3 separate regions of the Mus musculus genome follow, and all the other regions are linked to region 2. A link is a contact called in public Hi-C and promoter capture Hi-C data. All regions are on one chromosome and are shown on one strand. Each heading gives the region's core, a stretch centred on a gene start, on an enhancer-like site or on the middle of the called end of the contact. The rest is flanking DNA. Distances are from core to core; before and after follow the strand shown. Region 1 holds the start of Tvp23b (trans-golgi network vesicle protein 23B). Region 2 holds the start of Sh3bp5l (SH3 binding domain protein 5 like). Region 3 holds the start of 2410006H16Rik (RIKEN cDNA 2410006H16 gene).

What was found. Promoter capture Hi-C pulls out the DNA fragments that hold promoters and counts their contacts. A called contact is a pair of places that touch in the nucleus more often than the background predicts.
Region 1: a contact with region 2 is called in a Hi-C map of Th1 cells, with 7 times the contacts expected there. The contact joins the promoter of Tvp23b here to the promoter of Sh3bp5l in region 2. A contact is called at or near these places in 2 of 484 Hi-C or Micro-C datasets (CD4 T cells and Th1 cells).
Region 3: a promoter capture Hi-C map of pre-B cells shows a contact between it and region 2, with 5 times the contacts expected there. The contact joins the promoter of 2410006H16Rik here to the promoter of Sh3bp5l in region 2. A contact is called at or near these places in 2 of 39 promoter capture datasets (liver and pre-B cells).

Annotation. Positions count from the first base shown.
Region 1 is chr11:62,878,185-62,880,884 of GRCm38.p6, forward strand. It overlaps Tvp23b (trans-golgi network vesicle protein 23B), which reads left to right and starts at 1,271. Exons shown (of 7, transcript NM_026210.5): 1 at 1,271-1,411. The coding sequence starts at 1,400.
Region 2 is chr11:58,329,391-58,332,090 of GRCm38.p6, forward strand. Sh3bp5l (SH3 binding domain protein 5 like) reads left to right here and starts at 1,317. Exons shown (of 7, transcript NM_024480.5): 1 at 1,317-1,402; 2 at 1,864-2,473. The coding sequence starts at 2,291. It also overlaps a transcript of Zfp672 not described here.
Region 3 is chr11:62,601,579-62,604,278 of GRCm38.p6, forward strand. 2410006H16Rik (RIKEN cDNA 2410006H16 gene) reads left to right here and starts at 1,299. Exons shown (of 5, transcript NR_030738.1): 1 at 1,299-1,445; 2 at 1,657-1,704; 3 at 2,019-2,068. Snord49b (small nucleolar RNA, C/D box 49B) reads left to right here and starts at 1,508; the gene lies at 1,508-1,570. Snord49a (small nucleolar RNA, C/D box 49A) reads left to right here and starts at 1,882; the gene lies at 1,882-1,943.

The DNA.
Region 1 (2,700 bases), core at 21-2,520, 4.5 Mb after region 2:
AACCCCCCCCCCAACACACACACACCAGTCCTCCAAAAAGGAAGACAAAAATCCTAACAAGTGGGAAATTCACTTTCTTGTCAAATGCTCTATATCTTAAAATATGGTAGTGAATTCAAATTGCATTCATATAAAAAGTGAGAACCAAAAAAATTTTTTTTCCACACAACCTCACAACACAGGGTGGGCCACCAAAATCTTTGTCCAAGCAGGTTAGGACATAGGTCATTTGTCCAGCTTCACACGAAGATGCGCAATTACCTTGCCTGCTTTCTCTTTTTTGGGAACTAGGTCCATGTTTCTTCATTATTGTAACACTGGGTTTGACATAGTCCTGGCAAAGAACCAGATAAAACCCCGGGTTCTGTGAAGAGTCCCTTCAGTTAAGAAAAGGTGAGAGGGACATTGCATGAGCCTCCAACAGTCTGACATAGTTGAGCAAACAGAATATCTCTATCATTACAGTTGCAAAGATGGCTTTAAACTCTCTGAATTTGTCTCGAAAAACCAAAAAAAAAAAAAAAAAAAATCTCTGAATTTTAGGTCTAGGCATGATCATGCCATCAGCAGGTGACTTAAAACAGTAATAAAAGCAAATTTGTGCCACTTTACTAAATGCTCTGTAAAGCCATCACCGTCCTTCCCACTTTACAGCCGAGGAAGGATGTACATAGAGATTGGTTATATAATTGGTACATGGAGGGCAGAGGCGCGATACTGGCCTCTCTTCTTGTTCTGAGGTTATGCCCCTTACAGCAGTACCCTCACTGCTTACGCTAGTCTTCTTGTCTCTTTCTTACTCGGTTTTTTTTTTTTTAATTTCTTTCCAAGGACACATTTATTTCTCAATTTTCTTTAACATTTAAATCGCTTAAGAAAGACTATACTAAAATACAATACATTTACAAGGTTAAATTATAAAGCTCCGCCTCTCTCAGGGCGTCCCTGCTGGTGGTAATGACTCACAGTTTGTACTTCTTTGGTAGCAAAAAACATTTTCCATTCATAACCCAAGAAACTTCGCTTTAGAACCCATTAAGTTAGCCAGTTTATTCCCAAGCGTTTTGCTTTTCCTTAGAAGTGCAGCCCTTGCCCCTGCTCACGCTTGCCCCGCCCACCTCCACCTCAGCCCCTACAGAGTCTCTGCGTCAAGGCCCCGCCCACACACCCCGCCTCCTACCGCCCGCGTCCGTCGCGTGGACCAGCTCTTTCCGCCCCGCCCACTATGGAGCCCCGCCCCAAGGTATGGACCCGCCTATCGCCTTCCGGTCTCTGGAGTTGCGCCCTCCCACCAAGTGGCTTCCTGGTGCGCTTGTGACGTCGGCTGTAGAGCTGGATCGCGTGGCAGCTTTGCTGTCGTGGCTCTCGGAAGTGGGGGGCGGGTTGGCGCAGGGTCGTCATGTTGTCGCAGGTGAGGGATGGCGGCCGAGCGCCGGTAGCCGGTGCTTGAGTTGGGGCTGGGGGTCTTGCCCAGTCGCCCGAGGCTGTTGGGTCCGTGTGCCCGCCCACTGCCTGAGCTGTAGGAACTGCAGGTGGGTGGGTAGGAGGGCCAGCCCCGGGCAAATTGTCGCTAGAGGGTTTGTGGACTGTGAGGGATAGGGTGCACCGGCGACCCCGGAGGCACAGAGGCCTCCTGTCAGCGGGTGTGGAGCACACTCGCTGCAGGATCTCTGGGTGTGAGGTCGGGGGTAACCCGTCTTCCCATAGCCTGCCCGGATGAGGGGAATGGCCTGTAGGGCCCTGATACACAAGTTCAGGGCGATCCTGTAGGGAGAGATTGCCAGAGCCTTGGGTTCCAGTGTTACTACGCTGTACACAGATAATCACGATGGTTATCGCCTTTGTACCCGTAGAGGTCGATGTAGCCAATTGTCCTTCGGCCAGAGATTAGTACATGTAATATATTTTCTTCCTTTAAAATTTTACTGTGAAGCTGGGCGTGGTGGCGCACGCCTTTAATCCCAGCACTCGGGAGGCAGAGGCAGGTGGATTTCTGAGTTCGAGACCAGCCTGATCTACAGAGTGAGTTCCAGGACAGCCAGGGCTATACAGAGATATACAGGCTATACAGAGAACCCTGTCTCGAAAAACCAAAAAAACAAAACAAAAAAACAAAAAAAATTTTTTTTTTACTGTGAACTCCCATGTAGATTGTGTCACACGGGTTTCATTGTCAGGTTGGGATGTTCAAGGAGATGGGATCTGCAAAGGGCAGGATGGCTGGGGGTGGGGGTTGGGATGGGGAGAGGTTAGGTTGGGGAACAACATATTTTCAGATCATAATAATAAAGACATAGTGACATACCAAGTGTCTCAGGATGGGCCAACTAGAATCTGTGATAAGAAAAGTCTACTTTGTGGAAATGTGGAGTAGAAAAAATTCATTGATGGTTTCAGCTCAGCTCTGAAGGTGCATTTAGATCCGCTTCTTCCTACTCCTAGGTCTGTGACCATAAGTCCTTCCACCTGTTGGGCATTTGACATTTTTTATAGTCATTACCTTCCTTCCCCCAGGCAACCTGTGCATTAAAATTTCTCTGCAGACTTAAACATCTGTTCCCTTGTGGTTTTTGTGTTTTTTGGTTGTTTTTTTTTTTTGTTGTTGTTGTTTTTTGTCTGATAATTTTCTTTCTTATTACCTAGAAGCAGCCCCTCCCCCTGGTATTTTCATACCAACCCCCTCCCTGCATCTTTGCTAAT
Region 2 (2,700 bases), core at 67-2,566:
CTCCCCAATTGCAGACTTCACTCAGAGCTAAGCAAGATAGAAGTCAACTTGAACTGTTATGTCTAAATTATTTAAACACACACACACACAACTTGGAAAAAGGCCAATAACCCTACAAGCCCTCCCCGCAATTGCTTGTGAGTTCATTATGGGTTTCTGCCTATATAAACTGACCCTGAAACGAAGTTCATGATAGTAGCATTCAGTTCCAGAGTCTAAGCTATGTCTACCGACCGTGGGGTGTGCATTCAATACACTATCCCTGTCTGACTGAGATTGATATTCCTGTGGTTTGTGGGGCGACTCCTGGACCCTAACAGGGACCAGCTCTGGAATTCCTTTCACTTCAGACTGTGGAACCCCGTCCTCCTCCATTCTCATGCCTCTAGAAACACCTAAAGACTCCTTCACAGATAGGAAGGCAGCTCTTGACTAAACAGACTCTTTACCGATTTACTAAACACGGGCTATGTTCAACAGAACCCAATGGGAAGAGAATTGGGCCCGGATACGTGTTTCATCTCCAGAAAAAAAGCCTGGGGCCCCGAGGCCGTCAGACATTTGTACCACGCAAGCATCCATCCTGCATCCCATCCATGGCTTCGGTCCGTCTTGCAAGCCACACATAGCACTGGTATCCAGACCACCCATGAACGAAGCAGGGAGCTCACTGGGCTAAGTTCGAGCCTCCTCCTCCCACTCTAGGAAAGTGAGCTAACAGTGAGATCCTCTGCATTCACGCGGTAGCCGGCGTCCCGTGAGGCCGGCTACTTAGCGGGAGAGATGGCGCCCGCTGCAGGTGTCGGGAGAGGTTCACCCACCTGTCTCGACCTAGAGTCCGCCGGATTCACTGAACCGAGAAAAAAGAAAAGAAAAGGAAAAAAAAAATCACTTTTGAAAAACGACTTCGTTTTTGTTAGCAATACCCAGATAGGAGCTAGCCGAAACCGGAAGTTGCATCACCTCCGGTCGCGCCAGGCAGTGACAGTCCTTAGCCCCGCCTCTGTTCCTAAAGCAACGATGGCCGCTCCCGCGTACGACACTATTGCTAGCATTTCTCGAATTGGGAGGGACTATCGATTTTCATCACCTGCTGTAGTTTTCCTCAGCAACTCTTACTCATGCATTCATTTTATTTAGGCTTGGTTGGCGGGTGAACTGGGAGCTAGGAAAGGCGACGTCGGATGTAGAGTAGCGCCATCTTGTACGGACCCTGAACGTTTAGCACGCCGAGCGTGAGCTTACATCGGGCAATACTTGTCAGAGAGGAAAAAAAAAAATAGCGTTTTTACGCGATGGCGTATTTCCGTTTCCTCTCTGCCAGGGCGTTTTTGGTTGGACGGTCTTGTTGCGGAGGGAGGGGGAAGATTGTTTGCTCCGTAGACGCTCCCCGTAAAGCAAGGTAAACTGAGGTAAAGCCGGGAAGGGGCATTTTTTTTTTCGCCTGGTTACATGGGATGGCTGGGACTCAGACGCTGGGTCCGCGGAAGAGTATGCGCTTGGAGCCTGGAGGCTCAGATGGCCCCCAGGGCTGGAGAGGCAAGGTTGGGGGATAGAAGGTGAATTGCAAAGCCGGACCGAGGGGGACGGGCTTGGTAGAAAAAGGGTGTGGAGGAGAGAGGGTGGGGCTCAGAGGGAAGTTTGGAAGGGGAGGGACTGTGGAGGGAACAGGGACGCGAGCAGAGTCGGACCTAAAGTCCTTGAGGCCGGAGGAAAGAAGTTGAGGTGGGGGACTGGTCGGATCTCGGGAGTGTGTGTTGGGAAACCAGTGGTATCTTGGGGAGACCCAGGACGCGGAGGAGGCTGCTGGCCAAGGTTCTGATGCTGACATCCTATGTAACTTGACCTTTGTGTCTCCTGCAGCTCCCCAGAGGCGCATCTCCCACCCTCTGCTTGGACTTAGCTTTCTCTCCATCTGCCACCACAGCCTGGAGGCGCTTGCCTCCACCCTCCCGAATGGTGCTCCTCTTCCCAGGCGTCGGCCCAGGATCCAGGCCCCCTTTGCTCCTTGAGTTGGAGCTGTTGCCGCTGGGGTCTCTTGGTGGGCTCCCCGTGGTGAGGTGTGAAGAACTTTTGCACAGACGAAGCTTTAGTTATAAGGACCTCCTCAGCAGTTCGAAGCTCAGCCTCTAACTGAACGCGAGGCCCATCTGTGCTGCTTCTCTTCGGCCTTTGAGAAGAGAAAGCCCTATTCTGTTCCATCCAAAGTCCAGGAAGCCTCAAACTGGGGCCCTGCTCCCAGCATGCCAGCCCTCTCTTGTGCATAGGGCTTTGCCCTCTTCCAGCCAGCATGGCTGATCTCAAAAAGGCTGCAGGGGGCCGGGAGACTCCGCAGGGGGAACTTCGGTCAGAGGTGGTAGAGGATGAGGGCCCTAGGAGCCCGGTCGCAGAGGAGCCTGGAGGAAGTGGAAGCAACAGCAGTGAGACCAAATTGTCCCCTAGAGAGGAGGAGGAACTGGATCCTAGGATACAGGTGAGAAGGCTGATGGAGGAGGTCAGAAGTCCAGAGGCCAGACTTGCTGAAGAGCTGTGGGATCAATGAGGCCTTAGACTCCTCTCTCACAGTGGGCTGGGGTGGGAAAGGGAAGCAGACATGTACATAAAACGTGGCGGTTCAGTGTGACAAGTGTGACAAGTGCTGATGGAGAGCAGGGACCCTGCCTGAGTGCTTGGGGCATAGAACCACTCATTGTTCTTCTT
Region 3 (2,700 bases), core at 49-2,548, 4.3 Mb after region 2:
ATCTTGTGTTCCTGGCCATGGTCAAGCATATTTGGCTCCAAGGGAAATTATCTTATTCCCTTTAAGAATGTTTTGGCCTGGACTTCCCTCCCTCCATCAAAATTCTGTTTATTCCTCAGACCACCAAGATTGCAGTCTCATGACCACCTGTCTAGTTCTGTCAAAATGAGTTGCCTCCTCAGCCTATTTGCATAAGAAGTGCATGCAAGCACTTATGTGTGTGTTGCTGGGTAGAACCCAGCATATCATATATACTAGCTCAACAGATTTTGCACTGAGGTGTTTTGAGACAGGATTTCATTCCGTAGGCCAGGCTGGTCTTGAACTCACAAGAACCCTACTCTAGTCTTCAGGTTCACATATCCCAGGCTGACCTCATAGCTGAAGATGACCTTGAACTTCTGATTCTGCTGCCTCCACATACCCAGAGCTTGGGAGTTTGTCACAATGTCCAGTTTATGAGGTGCTGGGGATGGAGCTCAGAACTTCATGTTTGCTAGGGAAACACTGCATCCCCAACCCTTGAGAAAATCAAACATACTCATATACTGAAGGCATAGCATTAGCAGTTTTCTATTACCTATGCCCGATGCAAGTCTCTCCAGTCAGAAGTGGAAAGAGCAGGGGGCAATGGAAATGGATCAAGAGCTCTTCTTGATTCTACAGTTCTCTAAGGAATGTGATGAGGGCCGTCTGCATAGGGCCTTGAGAGACTCCGTGGATATGTTGTAAAAATAATGGGGTGCAGAACGGCCCCAATCATTACACTTTTGTAACAGCGTTTGTCTTTGAACGCGGTTTCGTGTGTGTTAGCGTAGATGAGCCAGGCTCTCCACCACCCAGTTAGATTATATAGGCCCGCTTTTTTTTTTTTTTTTTTAAATTTAAAATAGAGACAGGGGCTCATTAAATTGCCCAGGCTGGACTCGAATTCTTGCGTCGGGTTCCTAATCGATTACGATTACAGGCCTGCACTGTCAGGTCTGACTACACATTTCACACACTACACACGTTCACAAAGGACTAATAAGTCAGGGAAGACAACGAGGACGGAAAACCGCGGAAAGGATGTCGAGTCCGCGCTTAACCCAACACGCAGGCGCGCTGGAGCTCGCGCGCTCTTCGCTACCCAGAATCCCCCGGGGCGGGGGAGACCACTCGCTCAACAGAACGGGGGAGGCCTGGGTCGCGAGGCGGGCCGCTGGAAGTTCCCGTGAGCCTTTGCCGCCCTCACCTCCCTGGGGTGAGGAGTGGTCTATTCCTAGCCCTTAAGAGGAGGGCGCTCACGCGCCGTCTTTCTCTGCGGCCATCATGGGATCGTGCTCTTCTCGCTCGTTGAGCTGGTCCCTTCGCCGTGGCCTGCTGGTGACGGTCTGGAGCGATGCTGAGCCCGGGCCCAGCCTCTCAGCTCCGCCTTGTGCGCTGCACAGATCTAGGGGAGCCTGGTAAGTCGAGGTCTGCATCGCGGGGCGCCGCGCGTGGGCGGGGTGTCGGCTGCAATGATGATGAAACTAGAAAAAAAAGGAAGTGCCGTCCGATGCGACAACTGACGACATCCCTAGTTAGCTGACTGCAGTCGTTTAAGCCTCGGCGACCCAGTGCTGAACACAAGTGTTCTAATTGCCCCTCATGACTCTTACTCTTCTAACCTTTCAGACGGGACGTTGACAACGTGGAATAGGAGCAGTATCATCCCACCATGAGGTAAGGGTTTCTGGAGTATCAGGTGGGGTTCATAGACAAGAGGCTGTGTAGCTTTCGCTCCAGGGACTCCCAACATACCCTGGCCCATGTGGGCACATACATAAATTTAAGACGTGTCTCCATTTAGTGGCTGGAACTACTAGTTGGAGGACAGCAGAAAGCTTGACTGCTGTGATGAGATGACTAAGTAGGAAGTGCCGTCAGAGTCGATAACTGACGATAACTGCTCCTGGCTGACTGCAGTCAAGCCCACACCGGTGGCTGGGGTTTAGGTTTAACTTGGGCTGGACTTTTAACAACTGCTGTACTTCTAGGTTGGGGATTTAAGAGTGGAAGATTGCCAACAGCTGTGGCCTCCCATGAGGTAAGCTTTCAGCTTGGGATTTTAGACCGTTTTGATTTGAGCTAGAGTGTTCATGTATGAGCATCAGTTTTGCCTGTACTCAATACTGGTTGTAGCTGATGGGGGTGGTTAAGTAAGGCAACAGTGCACAGCTCTTACTGTAGAGCCATTTTTTTTTTAAGATTTATCATATCTAAGTACGCTGTAGCTGTTTTCAGATGCACCAGAAGAGGGCATCAGATCTCATTACGGATGGTTGTGAGCCACCATGTGGTTGCTGGGATTTGAACTCCGGACCTTCCGAAGAGCAGTCGGTGCTCTTAACCACAGAGCCATCTCCAGCCCCCTATAGAGCCATTTTTGTGTGTGTTTGCTGTCTTGATGCTAGAAAAAAATGGCACCGGACTTAGGTGGTTGTGAGCCACAATTAGTGCTGGCAGTCAAACCTGGTCTTCTAAGAACTTAGACCTTCTAGTCCATTAACTTGGGTCTTAAAATTTTCAGTTAATGTGGTCTTACAATTGAACCCAGTTGGGCTGGTTTGGCTAGTTGTAAATGTATTTTAGTAATTTGAAAAATACTTCCCTTTTAGGTCTAGGATGTGTTAAGAACTGTAGCTTTCTTGAGAAGAGGCAGGCAGAGTTCAGGCCAGC